Linked DNA regions of Mus musculus: all the other regions are linked to region 4. Evidence: chromatin contacts called from public ChIA-PET and promoter capture Hi-C data. All regions are on one chromosome and are shown on one strand. The core of a region is the stretch at or near the end of the contact, and the rest is flanking DNA. Distances in the headings are between cores, read along the strand shown.

Evidence for each region. Promoter capture Hi-C pulls out the DNA fragments that hold promoters and counts their contacts. ChIA-PET counts read pairs in DNA pulled down with a chosen protein or histone mark.
Region 1: a contact with region 4 is called in a promoter capture Hi-C map of fetal liver, with 4 times the contacts expected there. The contact joins the enhancer-like site here to the promoter of Idnk in region 4. A contact is called at or near these places in 12 of 39 promoter capture datasets (the 3T3-L1 cell line, the C10 cell line, cranial neural crest and 8 more), 2 of 15 datasets of contacts at CTCF or cohesin (embryonic stem cells and large pre-B cells), 1 of 484 Hi-C or Micro-C datasets (embryonic stem cells), 8 of 115 datasets of contacts at active chromatin or transcription factors (bone marrow-derived macrophages, embryonic basal ganglia, embryonic hindbrain and 5 more) and 2 of 9 other capture datasets (embryonic stem cells and liver).
Region 2: a promoter capture Hi-C map of 3T3-L1-derived adipocytes shows a contact between it and region 4, with 3 times the contacts expected there. The contact joins the promoter of Slc28a3 here to the promoter of Idnk in region 4. A contact is called at or near these places in 18 of 39 promoter capture datasets (the 3T3-L1 cell line, 3T3-L1-derived adipocytes, the C10 cell line and 13 more), 3 of 15 datasets of contacts at CTCF or cohesin (the NIH/3T3 cell line, embryonic stem cells and pro-B cells), 20 of 484 Hi-C or Micro-C datasets (the C2C12 cell line, the G1E-ER4 cell line, adipose-derived mesenchymal stem cells and 11 more) and 15 of 115 datasets of contacts at active chromatin or transcription factors (the 230-238 cell line, T-cell acute lymphoblastic leukemia, bone marrow-derived macrophages and 10 more).
Region 3: a contact with region 4 is called in an RNA polymerase II ChIA-PET map of effector CD8 T cells, with 14 read pairs. The contact joins the enhancer-like site here to the promoter of Idnk in region 4. A contact is called at or near these places in 2 of 39 promoter capture datasets (the C10 cell line and fetal liver), 1 of 484 Hi-C or Micro-C datasets (cortical neurons), 7 of 115 datasets of contacts at active chromatin or transcription factors (effector CD8 T cells, embryonic stem cells, fetal liver and 4 more) and 1 of 9 other capture datasets (embryonic stem cells).

Annotation. Positions count from the first base shown.
Region 1 is chr13:58,518,831-58,521,845 of GRCm38.p6, reverse strand. No RefSeq gene overlaps it. Among named protein-coding and RNA genes, the nearest start is that of Gm38494, 26 kb to the left of the region's middle. Within about 2 kb of position 1,640, at least 29 of the 459 cell types and tissues checked have an H3K27ac peak or open chromatin away from gene starts, as enhancers often do. A contact at or near this core is called in bone marrow-derived macrophages and fetal liver, where this site is marked.
Region 2 is chr13:58,609,481-58,612,180 of GRCm38.p6, reverse strand. It overlaps Slc28a3 (solute carrier family 28 (sodium-coupled nucleoside transporter), member 3), which reads left to right and starts at 1,304. Exons shown (of 18, transcript NM_022317.3): 1 at 1,304-1,484. The coding sequence starts at 1,374.
Region 3 is chr13:58,470,597-58,473,559 of GRCm38.p6, reverse strand. It overlaps Gm40966 (a long non-coding RNA gene), which reads left to right. Exons shown (of 3, transcript XR_873533.2): 3 at 2,419-2,932. Among named protein-coding and RNA genes, the nearest start is that of Gm40966, 5.4 kb to the left of the region's middle. Within about 2 kb of position 1,634, at least 66 of the 459 cell types and tissues checked have an H3K27ac peak or open chromatin away from gene starts, as enhancers often do. A contact at or near this core is called in effector CD8 T cells, embryonic stem cells and stem cell-derived neural progenitor cells, where this site is marked.
Region 4 is chr13:58,156,212-58,159,085 of GRCm38.p6, reverse strand. It overlaps Idnk (idnK gluconokinase homolog (E. coli)), which reads right to left and starts at 1,437. Exons shown (of 5, transcript NM_198004.3): 1 at 1,350-1,437. The coding sequence starts at 1,399.

The DNA of each region.
Region 1 (3,015 bases), core at 391-2,890, 360 kb before region 4:
AGTGGAGAAATAGCTGGTCAGTGTAATGGTGCAGAAGCCCATAGGCGAAAGATAAGCATGGGCTGGAGAGATGGCTCAGTGGTTAAAAGCATTGGCTGCTCTTCCAGAGGACCAATCACCATTCCAATTCCCATCACCCACATGATAGGTCACAACCATCTGCAACTCCAATTCCAGGGGATCCGACACCCTCACACACACATGTTGATAAAACACATATAAAAATTATAAGATAATCTGTGGTAGGTTGGTGGAGGGAAAGAGCCTAGGGAGAACACGGTGACAACCATGACCTTCAAAATTCACCTCTATACATAGATGCTTTCAATTACTGCACTCTACCTGTTAAGGATGCTCCCCCGTGCATGGGCAGCAACTGCCAGCAGGCGTCCATCCAGCTTCAACGGCGCCTTAGAAACTCTTTCGGTTTTGGTTTTTGGAGGTTTTTAGAGGGTTTGGGTTTTGGTTTTGTTGTAGATGTTTTATTTTGTTTTGGTGTTTGTTTGCTTGTTTAATTTTTTTATAAACAAGGTTTCTCTGTGTAGCCCTGACTGTCCTGGAACTCACTTGTAGACCAGGCTGCCTCAGACAGAGCTCTTACAGTAGTGACTTCACAGGGTCCCACTTGTCTTGTCAGCGAGGAGAGCAGGACAGAGCCACCAAGAGGGAGGAGATAGAAGAAGAGGAAGGAAAAGGAACAGAGTGAGCAAGACTGGGTGATGGGAGAAAAAGCACCAGGCACCTCCTCCCCCTCCCCCGCTCCTAGGAGAAGCTACAGTGCATACCATTCACTCAGGATCTGCCCTCTCCTTGAAGCATTTTGAGCCCCACTGAACATGAAGCCATCCCGCCTGCTGATGACAGCAGAACTGGCTGCTGCTGGATTCATTTAACACAGCCACCTAGAATCACAGTCCAGCCTGCGAAAAAAGAAATTCATTCTTTATTAAAAGCCAGCCTGACCTTTGGAAATCCTTATTTCTGGAAGAGTGAACTGACTTGCTATGACTAATGACTCCTAATAAGCTTCAAAGCCACAGGACCAGCGGGCACACGTGCAAGAAGATCTAACTGTCTCTGATAAAGATGCCACACAAACCATGTCACATCCTCCTAAGCCAGAGATACTGATGAACAAGCGGGAGTGGACACCATGGCTGACTTCAGAGATGTCCCCCACCCCAGCAGGGACAATGGGTAACAGAGACTACAGGGAAGATTGCACAAGGCAAGGTGTTGAGTGAGATGGGAGATGGGCTAGCAAAGGGCTGGCAGCAAGCCTGAGGTAGGCAGCTTTAAATAGTTCCAAGGATCTATACCCACTTTGGCAGACAGACAGACGAGCCCCACCTTCACCTGAGAAAAGCTAGAAATGGAGCAAGTCTTAAAAGTATAGCTTTCTTTCTTTCTTTCTTTACATCTTTCTAAACTATTTTAAAGTGTGTATGTCAGTGGCAACAGAGTACATGAGTGTGTGTGTGTGCGTGTATGTGTATGTGTGTATATGTGTGTGTGGGGGAGGCTGGGAGGGAAAGAGTCGGAGCATGCACACTGCGGGAACATGGGGTTTGGGGTGGGGTGGGGTGGGGTAGCCGGAGCATGCGCACTGTGGGAAGGCATGAGACATGATGAGGTCACTTCCGGCACACTGTGGCCATCCCTCAAGAGACCATATCAGGTTAGCATGACTTGGCGCTTCTCCTCGGCTATCTACCCAAGAGAAATGAAACCATGTCTACACAAAGACTCACACAGCACTGTTTATAGCCGAAGCCAAAAAGTGTAAGCATACACACTCCCAGTAACTCTAACATGAACGAGGAAAATATGGAGTGTCCGTATCATAGAATACTATTTGACAAGTAAGAAGCACAATATACTAGCAGTTACATAGGTGAGCCTTGAAAACATTATTCTTAATTTTTAAAGTCAGTTGCAGAATATGTTGAGCTATTCTATTTTTATAAAAAGCGCCTCTAACAGAATATTTTAGAGAAAACGCTTCCGTGTTCTAGGCTGGCAGTGGTTAGACAGAAGCTGGCTGTGAAGCAGCATGGGATCTCTCTCTGGAATGGAAAAAAAAAAAGTGTGTTCTGATAACTGCCAATGGTCGCACAGCTCTGAGTATAGTGGAGGAAAAAACACGGGATTTCATATTGTAGTGGGTCCATTTTATGGACTCTATCTCAATGAAACTTCCTAGGGGAGAAGAGGAGAAGAAGAGAAGCCACGTGGGCGGTTTGTTCTGCATCTAACCCTGCGCTGCTGCCGCAGTGAGCAAACCCTCCCAGGCAGGGGAGACCGCCCAGGACAGCACAGCCAATGTTGCATCACAAGTGTATGTTCTACATGAGTTCCATAAGTGGACCTGGAGATAACGCTTCGATACATTCCCACTCAAGACTACTTACAGATGCTTTCCCTAATAGAATGGAATTAGTTGGTCTAACCCAAGCTAACACTTGGCAACCAGAAGGCTTCTGGGAGAACAGGAGCCACTACAAGAACAGATGAGAAAAGTGGTTAATCACACACACACACATGTACACACACACATGTACATACACACACACACACACACACACACACACACACACACACACGCCAGCTCAGACAGGGTCCTGAGATTCATCTTATCTAACTCAGGGAATTTCCCAGCTACAGACTTGAACACTCACAGCCTCCGCATCTAAACATGGAGGCCTCCCTGACCACTTCCCAACTAGAGATTCTGAGAAGCAACTTTCCCTGCAAGCAACATCCCCCTCCCACCATAAACTACATTGCTGAAGTGACAGCCCTCGTCTCTCTCTATCAAACTGACTTCGAACACAAAGCGAGAATTGTAGATACAGCATGAGCCTACGCTAGCATTGGAAGACCCCAGCGGTTCTTACTGAAAAGCCACTCAACTTAACCTTCTGTATATAAACTGTGTTTGTAAAAAAAAAAAAAATGCTAGTTAATGTGAATTTAAAATTTTTCATCTCTTTTATACATACCCTTAACTCAATG
Region 2 (2,700 bases), core at 55-2,554, 450 kb before region 4:
TGCCACACCCAGCCTTAAATTGGAATTTCATGTGACTTTCATGTGACAGAAAATATCCTTCCCTGTGTGCAATAGAAAGTACAAGGGAAAGCTAACTGGAGGAGGAAGAATGAGAATCAGCTGGAGGTGGGAGGGCAACGAGGCTGTGGGGGAGGGGAATCAACCAGAACACGCTAGGACAAATGCATATGAAGATGCCATGGTAAAGCCCATCACTTTTGTATTACGGTCTGAAAACATTAATTTAATGTTTTTTTAAAAATGAAGTATTCTTCCCTTTATTTTTTTTTAATTTATCCAATAACCTAAAACACACTCAAGCCATATAAAAATGGGTAGTGGGTTGGATTAAGCTTGTATGTTGTAGTTTGATGACTTGGAACAGGGTAAACCCTATTTGAACCCACACGATAGGTTCTGATAAGTCTGTGTTATCCGGGGTCTAGTAGTGAAAATAAAGGCCATGAGCTTCATTAAGAAATCAGCAAAAAACAATGGTCACTTTAGCAACTATTCATAAAATCATCACCCAGATAAGGCCTGTAGGAAGAGGGGTTCCCCTACTTTCATGTCTATTGTCTCCCAGTATCAAACTTTATCATTCTAGTTCTTCACTAATGAGAAGCTACATGACCATAATGAAGAAGGAGAAGAAGAAGAAGAACAAGAAGAAGAAGGAGGAGGAGGAGGAGGAGGAGGAGGAGGAGGAGGAGGAGGAGGAGGAGGAAGAGGAAGAGGAAGAGTGAGGAGGAGGAGGAGTGAGGAGAACAAGACGAAGAAGGAGCTATACAGTGAGTGTGTGGTTCATTTAAAATACTAAGAAGTATACATAAGGGAGTGAACAGTCTCCTTCCACGCGTGGCCAGCCCATCTCTGCAATTCTGTTCTTGGGGTTTGGAGATCCTCGGGGTAAAGTGGGGGGGGGGGCAGTGAAAAGCTCTGCAGGCCAGACCTGCACCTGATTCTCATCCTTTTATTGTCTTTCCCCGTATCTCAAGTTTCCCCAGGCGGAATACGAAGTCATGCATACTGTATCTTCCACATGTCTGGCGTAGATGCAGCAACACCTGCCTAGCCCCCAACACCGTCCACAGGAAGTAGGCGATTTTGCAAAGGACTACAGAGAAAACGGCGGGTTCCCGTTTGTGATGAGAAATCTATGCTGAGCATCCCTGGAAAGAGGAATGGGGTGGGCGTGCTCAAAAAGAGGCCTCACCCCGCCCTTCTGCCCGCCCCTCCTGCTCCACCTCAACCAGGTTCCAGCCCAAGTCATTTAAAAGGTTATTGGAAAGGTTTCCAAACTGAGGTAGCAGCAGGTGGCCCTCTGACATAGCAGAGGTGGTGCTTGCTCTCTCTCTGTCTCTGAGCAGAGGATGTCCAGGGCAGACCCGGGAAAGAATTCCGAGCCCAGTGAGAGCAAGATGAGCCTGGAGCTGAGGCCAACAGCCCCCAGCGACCTGGGCCGCAGCAATGAAGCCTTTCAGGTGAGCAGGGCTAAAGGGGACCAAATAACCCGCTGTTGTGAGAGAAGTAAGGAGAGTAGTTAAGAGAGCCTAGCAGAGCCGTGGGCTCCCTGCGGTGCAGCAAGAATGTTAATTCTTTTATGGGTACGCTTTAAGCCCTTTTTTTTTTCTTCCAACTTGGACTCGTCTGGGTTGGTAAACCTGAAAAGTCTCTTTCAAAGTCTAGTCTTGATCTGGACTGCCCTCCTCACTCCGGAAACAAGCTGCCTTCCTCTCCCTTCCTTGCCCCTGGACTCACAAACAAGTTTCAGGATTTATCCTCAGGTTCCTTCTCCAAGACCTGGGCAGGGGAGAGCAGGCACCTCAGCCCAGGTGGAATGGAGCCAGGATGGCCTACTTATGCAAAGCATATCGTCAGCCACGACTGCCTAGTATCGGGGCTGGGTGCCACAGGTGGCCCGTGAGGGAGGCCGGTCCCTGAGCTGTAATACCCCGCCTGCCAGGAACCTGGATTTGAGTTGCTCCTTATTTGACATGCAACACGAGAGTTTTGAAAAGACAGGGAAGGCTCAGTTACCCTTGGGTTTCCTGGGCACTTAATGGGCAGAACATAATTTTTAAATAATAACACAAGTGGCAGGCAAAAGTGCCTGCATAAACCTCGTCTCCTCCCCCACTACTGGCCTTTAGTCACAACGGTGCCCAGCCCATAGTTTATAGGTATAAGGAAATTAAACTGATAAAAGACAAGTTGATGGGAAGGGGGTGGGGGAGCGTGTAATCTCTACCAGCGTTTTAAATTTCACATGCATTGTGTCTCAGAAAAAAAAGAGGCAGCGTGTCCACAGGAGTCAACTCCAGGGCATATACACGGTACCGTTTATGTGTAGTGTGCACAGTACCGTTTATGTGTAGTGTGGAGAGCCAAGAGAGCCAAGACAAGAGGCTGGGGCTTTAGGGTCCCAATAAATGAATGCAAAATGATTAGAATGTTTGGAGAGTTAGTAGAAGTCAAGGGTCATTGTCTCCAGGTTTATTTGTGCAGACTTGTCTCGGAACCGTGCCTGCTGACACCTCTTCCCTGAGTGCAGGATGGAAGGGAAATCTGTGGGCTTCATTAGGAAGACCAGGAGGGTGGAGGCTGCTTTCGCTTCAATGTCTTCAGCTCAACACATTCTAATGTGACACTGGCCTACTTGGAATCTGACGTAGCCTGACTCCCCTCATAAGCATGAGG
Region 3 (2,963 bases), core at 385-2,884, 310 kb before region 4:
CATCTCACCAGCCCCACCATTTCTAATCCTTTCTCTGTGTCTCTAATGCATGATTTTTACTTTTGCTATAGATTGTGGGGAATGTTTAACACATTAACATTCCTTGCTTAGCCACACTTCCAATCCTGTGCTCACAACTCGTGACCTGCCTTTCCTTTATTAATGATTCTTTTCACTTAGTGGGCTTTTAAATTCTTGATGGCATCCAATATATCAATGTCTCGGGTTCTCTAGAGAAATAGAAGCAATGGGATGAATATATACACAGTCAAAGGGGATTTATTAAATGGACCTATATGATATGATCCAGGTAGTCCATCCATGGCTGCCTCACACCTGGGAGCTGGGACCTCTCCCTCTGCTGCTCTGTAAGGGTGTGGATGGCCTCAAGGCCCACTCAGATCATCTCCCCCATCAAAATCCTAACTTGTCACACCTGTAAGTCCCTTACTTCTTAGAGGACAACCTACGGTTCAGGCATTAGACCAACCAATGTGGACGGGAGAAGGGTCCTTTCTTAGCCTTCTGTACTACGTGTGAATTAAATCTCAACAAAGCCTCTTTCCCAATTGGAAAAAAAATGTAAATAAATAAAAATATACACAAAACATATTTGTGTTATAAACTTTCAAGAGACAGTGAAAGATGGCAAATGATTTGCCTATAAATTTTGCTATCTTGATTTGAATAAACCAACAACAAAAGGACATTTTGGAGACAAAGAAAGCCGACATGGGCTGGGTTTGTAAATAACCCTGAGAACTTATTTTTGAGGTAGGAGTACAGAGGGTAGGGTGTTTAGATCCTCTTGGCTAGAATGTCTGCAGGACCTGCTGTCTGTGGTAGCCTTCAGATTCTGGCAAAGGAGGGAGATCATGCTGAATAGGGTCTGGAAGTGAGCCAGCGGTGTGCCAGCGGTGAGCCAGTGGTGAGCCAGCGGGCACAGGCAGGACTGGCCAGGCTGGAGAAGGTTCATCTCTTCATTCTTATAGATTTGAACTTTGTGTGTGTGTGTGTGTGTGTGTGTGTGCGCGCGCGCGCGCGCGCGCGTGCATATGAGCAAATACATTACATTTATGGAAACAAGTTTAATTTTCTGAATTCTGAAAAACATTTATATGTTAGCTTTAAGAAAATACAAGATCTTCCCTGATATTTTCATAACACAATTCTAACATTTAAAAAGTTTTTTTTAAAGGACTTTTAGAAATGCACTCAGTTTCCCTCTGGTCTTACCCCAAATCTCTTCAATTAACGCCATTTTCTGTATGCATGACATAGCGGGGTGGTGAGGCTTTTCCCTAAAGAAATTGATTTTTCCCCCCAAAGAGTAGATAAATAAGGGCTTTCAAATGTCTCATTTCCAAAAGTACTCCGGGCTCTCGCTCTCTCTTCAGCATTTTTTAAAGCGCTTTTAGAAAGCGCAATCTTGAGATTGAATCAGCCGCTGCACCTGCAGCCCCGGCTTCAAGTGCCCCACTGTTTAGGAAGAAGCCCCGCACACTTGCCCTTTGTATCGCTTTTGTTTCCAAAAGAAAAAGTCAAATCTACCGCAGTCTTCCTCTAAACGGAAAATAAAAGGCTTGAGGGCAGCCACAGAACAGGGCAGGGCGGAAGGGGACCTTTGGCGGAGCAGACACCGGCGGTTAGCATCTATGGCTGCGGTCAGGCAAGAACTTGGCTGTGAGCGCCTGAAGAGGAGTTGTCTGAACCCGAAGAAGGTTCGCGGGCTGGGGTGTGCAGCTCTTTCGCAGCCAAGGATTCACAACGTCCTTCCAAATCCCCAGACCTACCCCACAAGTGGAAGAGTTGCTTATTTTGAATTTGGTCTGACTCTTTTGTTATCTATTGAGGTTGTAAAGACTTGTAAATGTACACATTTTCAAAGAGCCCGGGGAGGTGTCTACGAAACAAGGCTTTCTGAGTCTCAAACCTAGTGCTCCCCCACACAGAAACAGACGCCCGTGGCGCTTTCTTTTTATATCTTTTGGTAGTTTTGGTTCGTTTGGTTTCATTTTTTTTTTAATTGTGTATGCGTGTGAGTGTGGACATGTCAAGTCCCCTGGTGCTCATGTGGAGGTCAGAGCACACCTTCCAGCTATTAGTTGACTTTGAGTATCACTATAGTTATCTTGTCTTCTTTTTTTTCTTATGTTATAGATTATCATTTTATTTAAGAGAAAATTCAAGATTCAACCCACTTAAAAAGAAACAAACAAACAAAAAAAAATTCGCCCGCTTGTAGAAAGACTCCTGGCATCACCACTGGCCTTTAGGATACCAATGCAATACATTCCAGAGACTAGCCTTTTTTTTTTTTTTTTTTTTTTTTCCTGTAAGTGTCTTAGCTCCACATTGTGAACATTAGAGAAGATCAACAATCCAGACTTAAATCGAATAGCTTTGCTTGCATTGCAGATGCTGCGTCCCTTCTTCAGTGGCTTGGCAATCAGCGGCCGGGTACTGCTCTGAAGAATTCAATCAAATTGGCATTGAAGACCTGTCAGTCATCACCATTAGGAACGCGGAAGCTGCAAAAGTGGAGCTGGGGGAGGGGGGGGGGGCCGGCTGGCTGTCAGTGTAGCTTTCTCAAATTAGCCTAAGCTTCTTCAGTGCTACCTTTTCTGGGCCACACAACTTTCTTCGTGGCTTTCAGGGTCAATCTCTAGTGACCCACTTTCTCCTCCGAGGTGGTGCCTCCTCAAAGTTCCTCAGCGTTCTGAAACCACCAGGTGGGAAATGCAGTTCAGAGGTTTATAAAGTCCGCTGTGGGCATGGCGGAAAGCATGGCAGGACTCCGACAGTCGTGGTGCTGAGGAGCCAGCTGAGAGTTCTACATCTGGATCCACAGGCAGCAGGAAGAGAGCACCTCTTTGTGTTTATTCAAGTGTTAAGTCTATGTATTTCCCAATACAGATATAAACTACTTGTTTTTAAAGATTTGTTTATTTCCTGTATGTGAG
Region 4 (2,874 bases), core at 188-2,687:
TTCCTTTAAATACTACTGAGTTTATTTTTTTGTTGGCCAACTACTCCCCAGGATGGGACCTGCCCTGAAGTGTGGTTGATACATCCAATGAGAGGGGTTTAATAAAAAGTTTAAATGCCAGCACACTGTAAAGTTCGGAGGCCCGTAAAATCTCAAAGCACTGCTAGCTTACCAGATACACACAATGCTGGTAAGGTAGCACAGCAGTTAGACCACTGGCTGCTCTTCCGGGGCCTCTGGATTTGGTTCCCAGAATCCAGATGGCAGCTTGCAACCATCTGTATGGAACTCCCATTGCAGGTACTCTGGTGCCCTCTTCTGACCACCGTGTGCACTGCACCCTTGTGGTACTCAGACCAAAACCCCATAGACACAAGACACACCAACAGGAGCAGAGATGGATCCCGTGCCATCAACACCCTCCTCCATCTCTCCTGTAGAGTTCCCCTTAGTTTTTCACCCTGCAGTACCTGTCACTCAACTGAGTTCTCATTCAGCGCCTCTATCGACTCCCCAGCCCCTGAACTGTTTCCAAATCAGCCCAGTCCAGCCACTCCATCAGAAAACAAACACCGGTGATGCTCTCAGGCTTATCCCCCAGTCTCTACCACAAAGACAATCTGAGCTCGTACTATGGGCTTTGTGTGGTTCTGGACAGAAGTGAAAGGGTTTCTGGGTAGAGTCGTACAACAGCGGGGTTTTCGCCTCTGGGGTTTGTTTGTTCACTCTGTGGTGCTGGGAATGAACACACACACACACACACACACACACACACACACCCGGCACGACAATCAAACACTCCACCACCGAGTTACTCTGTTCCGTTTCACTTTCAGTTTAAAGAACCTTGCAGTTAGATGGCGTCTATCAAACCAAATGCCTACCGCTTGCTTGCTTACTTCTGAACCTTCCAACACTGGGCTGAGAAGAAAATGCACATTTTGCAGAGTTTTAGCAGCACTTTCATATTAACATTCCAGCCTGAGCAGGCACACGATCAAGCTTGTTTCTCACTTTTCAAAATCTATTTGGAAGAATCCAGACACTCACCTACTAGGGAGACCATGCACCCAGGCAAAGCTTTGTACAAAGACCCAGGGCGACGTTTGCCTCCTGGTTTGGGGTTCTCACCCTCCCACACTGTTCTGCGAGGTGCCACCAGGCCCAGGTTTGTAAGGCTGAGAAGGGTCGCTAGCCACGGTCCGCGGTGACCCTGGGGAGCAGCTGCCAGCGGGGCAGGACAGCAGGGGTCCTCAGCAGGGGCCGCAAAGGCATGGCTCCCAGGGCTCAGGGCCCACACAGCCTCCCAGCTCCCATCCGCCCGTCCCCCAGTCCCCCCAACGACCTACTTTCCGGAGCCGCTCACACCCATCACCAGCAGCACCCCGGGTGCCTCCATGACCGTGCTCCCAGGTCCTCAGCGCCCGCTTCCGGGGCAGGTTCCTCCCAGTTCCTGACGTCACGGGACACGCCCCCGCATCTCCAGCGCTGACCGCTGGGCGCTGCAGCCAGAGGACATCTGCAGGCATTTGCAGGTCATCATGTCCTGAAGCAAGGAAGCCACCGGGATGCAGGGACAGTGGTAGAAACAGACAGTTTACTCACAAAGACAGCAGTGAAAGGACACGGAGTGGGCCGGGAGATCTCTCTCTCTCTCTCTTCTCTTTCCTCTCCTCTCTCTTTCCTCTCTCTCTCTTTCCTCTCTTCTCTCTCCTCTCTTCTTTTTCTTCTTTCTCTCAACTCTCTCTTCTCTTTTCCTCCCTCTTTGCTCTTTCCTATCTCACTCTCAGCCCGCAGACCCCACCCCACTCTGGAAGCCAGTTCCTCTTGCTCCGGTTCCCCCTGTGCAAACAGCGATTTTATATCAGAAGACATCATTGGCTGTTATCTGCCCAAGGGGACAGAACGCAGACAGCTAAAACCAGCGGGCCACAGATCCATGCTCACGCGCACACTGAGGCCTCACTGACTCTCCTGGAGGGAGCCTGCAAAGCAGGCTCAGAAGGGACTCCCAGCCAGGACAGGGACAGGTTGCTCTTCCCCGTAGAGGCTTGTGTCAATGACACACAAGAAATGGCAACTGCGGTGCGGCTCTCGGTAGTGTTGGCCATGAAGACAGGTGCATGTGGGAGCTGGAAGTGAGCTGCAATCCACATGGATTTCCTCCTGAGAATAAGCAACACCATCTGAGCTTCTGAACTCTCTTAGTCCACGGGCTTCACCCACAGCGACCACCATCCAGAGCCGCTCTTGGGACAATGTGAAGAAGCAGAAGGGACTGGAGAAGCGTGGATGGTGTGTGTGTGTGTGTGGGGGGGTCTTCTGCATGTATGTGTTTGTACCATGTGTGTGCTTGCTCAAGCCTCAGAAAGCCAAAAGAGGGTGCGGATGCCCAGGAGTTACAGAGGGTTACAAGCGACCCTGGTCTAGTCTCAGCAGGAGCAGCAAGTGCTCTTAACCCTTGAACCATCTCTCTAGTCCCTTTAAAAAATAATTTTTATGTGGACAGGTATTTTTACTTTTAATACTCTCTGGGTCAGATGGTACCTCTAGATTTGAGAAAATCCCAAAATGTTTTCCAAGTTGGCTGTGCCATTTATGCCCACCAAGCAATGTGTGGGCCCTCTGGTTTCTCCGAGTCACCACTAATGTTTGTTGCTGTTGTTTTTACTCTAACCATCCTGACTCTCTCTCTTTAAAACAAGAATTTTACTTTATGTATAGGAGCGTTTTGCCTGCATATATGTAAGAGTACCACATGCATGCAGTACTTGAAGGGACCATAGGAGAGCACTAGATCTTATGAAACTGGAGTTATAGATGGCTGTGAGCTGCCATGTGAGTGCTAGGATTCAACCCTGGGTCCTCTTCAAG